Linked DNA regions of Sus scrofa: region 1 is linked to region 2. A link is a contact called in public Hi-C data. All regions are on one chromosome and are shown on one strand. Each heading gives the region's core, a stretch centred on a gene start, on an enhancer-like site or on the middle of the called end of the contact. The rest is flanking DNA. Distances are from core to core; before and after follow the strand shown. Region 1 overlaps IMMP2L (mitochondrial inner membrane protease subunit 2). Region 2 overlaps IMMP2L (mitochondrial inner membrane protease subunit 2).

Region 1 (3,627 bases), core at 647-3,146, 100 kb before region 2:
ATTGGGGGAGCTACTAGAAACTGACTTTTCTTGTCTACTCTGCCTCCAGCAGAGAGAAAGAGCTATGACACATACTACAGAACCTGGATGAAAAAATGGTATAGAAATCATGCAACATCATGCTTTTTTCACTGAAAAATACATAGCTCACTGGTGGTAGAGCACTCAGATCTTCTGGCTGTTAATCCAACAGTCTCTGTACCGTGCATCAGTATGCATAAATTCTGGTGTGTTTGGGACTGAGAGAAAGCAAAAGAGACAACACTAACTCAGCTATTATTTTCTGGTGTTATGGCCATATTCCAAACCTATACCACTAATATTAAAGGTTAAAGTCTTGGATATAATGTACTGATTAAGAAATAATATTGTGAAGAATGAGGATTTAGTTCCTTTATAGATAGACCTATGAATCTCCCCTCTCAATCTTTGCTCAAAATAAAATTTTATCACAACTTTTTTGTTAGTCAACATCCATATATACACATCAGATCTAAAAAAAGAAAGAAAAATAAGCCAGAATTTTCATCTTCATTTTTTCAAGAGAAAAGTTTGGGTTTCAGTTTAATATAAATCTTTCTCATTATCTCCAAATTTTAGATTAACGTTTCTCAAACTTTACTGTGTTTATGACTCATCTTGGAGCTTGCTGAACTGTAGATTATGTTCCTGGTCTAGGAACTACACTGAGTAGAAAAGCTTTAGAAAGTATCATTTATCCAAGAAGGGTAGAAACTGGAGAGACCTACTCAAACTTGGAAAATATTCTTAGTATACAGCTTAGTATACATACAAATGTTCCTGAGCACAGTTCCCTTACAGAGGAAGCATAATGCCACCCTGAAGAAGAGCAACAGGCATCCAGGTCAGAGCTCCACAATCTGTAGCCGACTTGACTCACACTTGACCAGTTTTTCTGCACCAAATCAGCTGTCAACAAAAAGATCACGAGGAGTACTAGGAAGCTGCATAGCATTCATGTATCAGTTCTTCCATTCTTTTTTTTTCTTTTTCTTTTCTTTCTTTCCTTAGGGCTGCACCCACACATATGGAGGCTCCCAGGCCAGGAGTCAAATCGGAGCTGTAGATGCTGGCCTACACCACAGCCACAGCAACGCCAGATACAAACTGTGTCTGCGAGCTACATCACAACTCATGGCAATGCCAGATCCTTAACACACTGAGCGAGGCCATGGATCGAATCCGCATCCTCATGGATCCTAGTTGGGTTCATGACCAACCGCTGAGCCACGACGGGAGCTCCTCAGTTCCTCTATTCTGACACCAATATTAACCCCAACTGGCACTTTGCAATACCTTTCAGTTCCGATGCTAACAACTCAAAGTCAGCACAGAACCCACAAGTGAAGGACTTCAGGGCTTCATAAGACTGCTTTCGCTTTAGAAGCCATGAGAGGGCTTCCCAGTCACTTGCATGTCTGAACAGATAGCTATACATTTGGGGGATTCTGATAACCATCCTCAGGACTGATAACTCTTCAGAATGCATAGAACTTAGAAAAGTCCTATACTTACAATTGCAGTTATATTATAAAGAATGTAAATCAGACCATTCAAATGACAAGAACCAAGGGGCAAGGTCCTGAAGGGTTTCAAAGGCAGAGCTTATGAGCTCTCTCTCTGTCACATCAGGGCATGTCACTCTTCCAGGACAGGAATGTGTTCATTAACCAACGGGGAAGCTCCACTGAGTTGTATCCAGAGTTTCTTTGGGCATTTTAGTCTCCAGCCCTGCACCCCTCCTTGGAGCTTGGGAAGTTGGGCTGCTACCACATGGCTCAAAGCTCTAACATGTTAATCACACAGTTAGTCTCATCAGCAGACCAGCCCCCAGGCTGCCATTAGCTTCAGTCACTTTATTTACATAAACTTAGATATGATCCAAAAGGCTCATGAATATCAAAGACACTCCTCTACAGCCACAGCCCAGTGCAAAGTCCTGTCAAATTGTTACACAACAGCTTCCATTTATTCTATTGGGTAAATTTCACTGCATTCTCTTTCACCTTAATGAAGGTAGAAATACATTCTTATGAAAAGTGAGTTAAGAAAGAAAGTGAGGTAATAAAGAAAAACAATTTTAAAAACTGAATTCTAGTCTAGCTCCTAACTAACCTGGCAAAATGTACGCATGTGACAAATCACTGTATCTCACAGTCTTGGTTTCCTCCTGGTATCAGTAAGAAATTGGATTGAATAATCTCCTTGCCACTTTCTGACTTTAATATTCCATAATTCCATGAGTCAACAAAATCTACTTTTTTCATATGCCCATTATGGAATGATTTTTCCGCTGCCCTGAATATCACCTCCTAGGCTGGTCAAAATGAGGGCTATCAGAAATATCTTTTTGGTACTTATGGTAAAATGATACTCCAATAATTATGCCAAAGAATAAAAATTCCCCTGAGCTGCATATTTTGATAAGTGCTAGCCCTAAATTACCTTCTTGGCTAACTTAAAAAAGTAAAAATTAACTCAATTAATTATGTACATTTATGAATGCATTTATTATCATTTCCTAAGACTTTCCCACAGACATTAAGGATTTGGAATTAAACCCAAATTCCATAACCGCCTGTGTCAAGGAACGCAAAACAATATGAGAATATTTAATTAAAGCAGAACATAAAGTAGGACAGAGCCCTCTAAACTTAATTATCAGTTATCCTTCATCTGCCTTTCTCGCTCCGACTCTACTAACTGATATTTGAACAGTAAATACCTTATTATTTGAAATAAGAACCTCATGTGTTAAATCTCATATCAGAAGTGTGACAAAGCTGTCTGCATAATTCCAATAAACGGACTTATCTCGTACACATATTGAAGAAATAAGACAAAAGTACAACAAGCAGGGTTCATTTTGATATTTCTCTTTCTTAAAGAGGACACAGCAGATCACTACGATAAATATCTATTGTGAATTTACAGAAATTCAGTAGGAAAATAATTCATGTTAAACAGAGGTTTTCAACATCATTAACAGAGACTGAGAAACTGGGCCAGCGTGCATGAGAGTATAAATCATAGAGGTCATGGGTGTTAATGAGGAAAAGAGCATTTATTAGCTTGCAATTTAAAATATAAAGCCCTTCTCCCACAATGGCTTAAAATGGAACAATATCCTATACCTGAGGACGGGAGAAGGCGGTGCCCTCAATTAGATGAACAAGTCTCCTGGCCCCCAAACTTTTACTGCTGTGATTGAAATTTATCATTCTGATTTTATTTTTAGATTGCAACATCTTTGTTGTTGTAGACAGAGAGCAGAACATAACCTGTCCTGTATCACTGTCTACATACAGAGTTGTGCACCTTCTTGTTTTTTTAAGGAAAGTACATAGTTCCTAAGTTCACAATTACTCAGTAGCTGAAGCACCATATTACCTAACTTTTGCATGAGCGCCAATCCCTGTTTTATGTGTGCATGTTTGTTTTGAAATTAAAAAAGACAGAAAAATATCTGTCAATATAAAAAATCAGAATGTTACAAAAAAGCTATCATTAGAAACTTCTATTTTATTATACAAAGACACATAAATTCAAATGAAATAAGCACAAGCACCTCATTTAAAAAGAGACAGCATATTATATAATCATGAC
Region 2 (3,727 bases), core at 255-2,754:
TCTACAATATCTGTTAATATACTTTAAGTCTCCACAGGTGTGCCTTGTTTGAGGAAAATAAATAATAATTCCAATTTATAAATAGATCTTTGCAAAAAAGAGGCCACATTAAACACATTCAGCACTGTTTTCTGTTATGTATCAAATTGAAAATAATGATCGGCTCTATAAAAACCATCTCTACGTAAGACACTGAATAGAAGGCAAAGATGAAATACATAAACTTTGGAGCTAGACAGACACAGATGTAAATTCTGGCTCTACAACTTACGAGCTGTGTGATTTGAGGGTAAGTCATTTAACAGTTTTAAGTGTTAAGTTTCTCATCTGTAAAAATGGAGATAGTATTTCAAGTTAAATAACAGGTGTAAAGTGTCTAGAAAAAATGTATAAAAATTAATGCCAACTTAGTCTACTTACATGAAATGATCCTTACCAACAGAGTATAACTGACTACAGCAGAATTTATGAATCAAGGAAGCAAACTGCTACTTATTATGGCAGTTCTAGTTAAAGACCAAGGTCTAGTCAAATGTATACTCTTTTACTTTTATCTTTATATATAAGTACAAAGTGCATACTGTATTTATCTAAATCTATACACACACGCAGATACATGTATACACATATATACACACACATATATCTTTTCCATGAAGGAGAAAACTGTAATATTTTCTATGTCTCCAGATGATTTATGGAACCAAATAACTTGGAACAAAATAAATACCCTTTAGTGGAGACAAAAAAAATTGTTACGGTCAATGAAAAGAGGCATTTGCAAGTATCGCTTAGGTATCTGAAGCCTGTGGCAAAAATGTATTAAATTTTAAAGTGTCTTCATATTTTATATGGAAAGTATGCTGCATCTGACCCAACCATGAAACATGCCCTTAACCAGTCTATGAAATAAGTTTTCTTTCCAGATCATGAAGAAGTATTCACTGAGAGTGTTGTGTGTTGTAGAACTGCTGTTTTTTTAAAGTGGAGGCTAAAGGGAAAAGAATAATTCAGAAAATAGAATATTTGTTTTCCCTACCATAAACTTTTGCTGAACACACTTTAGGGAAATAGAGACCACAAAATAGAGCAAGAGGAGGACAGGTGTATGTTGCTCAGCTCCCACTCAGATTGGCAATAAATCAATCCCTCTGAGACCCTGATTTTAACATACAGCTGCAGTCTATCAGCTAGGAAAGAATACAATCTCTTCCAGGATTATTTATGACAAAGCACTGCTAACTGAAGTTCAATTTGTTTGTGGAATTGCAGTCATTCTGATTCCACTAAAGAATAAATGAAGCTGCCTTTCATAGCTCCAACTCGAGAGCAGAAAAGAAAACAAAAGGGCAACAATCCAGGAGTTTAGATAAACGAACAGTAGGGAAAGATTTTTCCTGAAGTGGTGGAAAAATCTAACAAGCCACAGAGAACAATTCATTAACCTGAACCATCCCTGTACTTTTCTTGCATCAGCTGTAGTTTGCCTAGTAAGCCAACCATATCATGCAAATGAGCTGGCTGGGGTTTTTATTTAGTTGTTTAAACATTCCTCTTAGTTCTGAAGGCCTCGTGTATCAGTGAATTGCCAGACCTGTCAGGTGACCACTGTAAAAGTTCCTCCAACTCAATCAAGGCCAAAGCACAACAGATTAGGGCTACTGATTGAAGGAGATCAAATGTGAGACGCTAAAGACAGGAACATGTTAGAATGTTTCCAGAAAGCAAAGGGAATTTTATAAATATTCCTCAATTAAGTAAGTTTGGCCTCTGCTATACTATTATTTTTCATAATGACTCAATTATATAGAAACATTATTATCTGATCTTCCATAACCAGCTCTTAGTTTGTTATATTTAGTAAGCTGTCTTTTACTAGGGAAGAATATTTTTTTGTCACATGACAAATCTCTCTGTGTACTCTCTTGTGACTCAGATGTCTGAAGGTGAAAAATATTGTTATTAAAAAACCAGCCCTATTCTTTCTACCCCAAGTAAATATAAGTTGTCTTCAAAAGTAACACCAATTTTTAAAAAACACAATGTTGCCTTATTCACTGGTCATATTCAATCATTCCAGAAATATTTATTATTCTGAATATGAATTATATATGTATTAATATGTTGAAGTATGAAATACTTATTTTGCTGAAATTGTGCACTATCACTAGTAATCGTCCATCTAAATCCCCTGCAGAATTAAAAGCTAAACTATAGCAGAAGCACACTGTCAGCACTGTACACTGCACTAGTAAATGCTCAAGTTGATAAAGTTGATATTCTTGCATGGAGTAGTCATTTCCACAACAAAAATACATCTTAAAGTCCTTCATGTATTGGACTGCGATCCTATGTGACAGGAAACTTACAAGCATTAGAGAAGTAAAAATTTCAACTTTAGAGAAGTAAAAGATTCAACTCCACAGATCTTCTTATCTTAAAATTCACAAACTCCAAAGGATTAAAAAAGAAAAAAATCCAGTTGGAGGGACAGTATTATTTCTATTGAACTTCCATCTTCCATCTAAAACTGCAATGACACTCTGTCACCACTTTCCTCATGAGTTTCATTCCCGAATCTAAGATCTTCCCTGAAGGCCCAGCGAGTACACTCCTTCCTAACAAAACAGTCTGATATCTGTGAAAGCTGTGACACAAACAGAAAAAAGAAATAGAATTGGCTCTAACAAAAGGAGAAGAGAACATATCTCAGAATTTCATCAATCATTTCTTAAAGTAGATCATTCAAGAGTATGAAGAATTATCTTGCTCTCTAATCCATACCCACATGCAGAATTCTCTCCCTCAGGAATGGACTCAAAAGAAGCAATGGTTTATTCTTCTGGTGGCAGGTATCATATATGTCATGTAAAAGGCAGGCATCATCAACCATCTAGGGAAACAAATCAAAGTGTGTGTGTATGTGTGTGTGCATGCATGCATGCACATGTGTACCTACCTCTGTGTTTATGAAAGTCTGAGTATGGGGCTACTAGAAATATGCCAATGAAAAAATTCTGAATTGGGCAGTATAAACTCCAGTGTGGAAAACAGATTACAGAGATACAGCATATTAGATAAGCAAGAGCCCTAACTGTCGTCATAAGGGTTTTTAAATAGCTGTCACATGACTTGAGAAAATAAGAGGACAGTGCCACTGAAAAAGGGAAAGGGACAAGGAATAATTTGGGATGGAATATAGGAAAGGAAAAGAATACCAGCCTCTGGCAAATAATATGTGGCTCCAATGCTGCATTCGGCTTGAAGCCAACACTAAATTGAGTGTTTTGAACATTTACATTAAAATTCTATTTTTGAGAAGCCATGAAGAGTCTATTTAAGATTAGTAGCATTGGCACAATATGCAGCTAATTATTCAGAGATATCCTTCGATATTGTTTCAGATGCATGAACATTTTTTTGTAAGTCCCGAGCATTAGAAAATGCAGCTATCTATTGAGTATTATTCTAAAACTTTGGAGTATTCCTGGAAATATATTTTTAAAGGTACTGGTTTCCATGGTTGACAATGTCATTTATAAGAATGAAGAACTACTTTGAGTCTACATACAATGCTTTTTTTAAAAGTTAAAAATGATACAAAGAGAGTTAAAAACTTTCACAAATTTTACCAGTGTGGCCTGGGCATCCTCTAATTTCTACAAATGTTTCCAATTTTATTGTAGTGGAAAATATGGTAAGAAAGACAACATGGAAGATAAAAGCC

Evidence for each region. Hi-C and Micro-C count contacts between places; a contact is called where the count stands out from the background.
Region 1: a Hi-C map of liver shows a contact between it and region 2, with 6 times the contacts expected there. The contact joins two enhancer-like sites. A contact is called at or near these places in 1 of 5 promoter capture datasets (liver) and 4 of 47 Hi-C or Micro-C datasets (liver and skeletal muscle).

What each region holds. Positions count from the first base shown.
Region 1 is chr18:34,405,275-34,408,901 of Sscrofa11.1, reverse strand. All of the region lies in intron 4 of IMMP2L (mitochondrial inner membrane protease subunit 2), which reads right to left. Among named protein-coding and RNA genes, the nearest start is that of LRRN3, 59 kb to the left of the region's middle. Within about 2 kb of position 1,896, at least 4 of the 83 cell types and tissues checked have an H3K27ac peak or open chromatin away from gene starts, as enhancers often do. A contact at or near this core is called in liver, where this site is marked.
Region 2 is chr18:34,305,193-34,308,919 of Sscrofa11.1, reverse strand. All of the region lies in intron 4 of IMMP2L (mitochondrial inner membrane protease subunit 2), which reads right to left. Among named protein-coding and RNA genes, the nearest start is that of LRRN3, 160 kb to the left of the region's middle. Within about 2 kb of position 1,504, at least 5 of the 83 cell types and tissues checked have an H3K27ac peak or open chromatin away from gene starts, as enhancers often do. A contact at or near this core is called in liver, where this site is marked.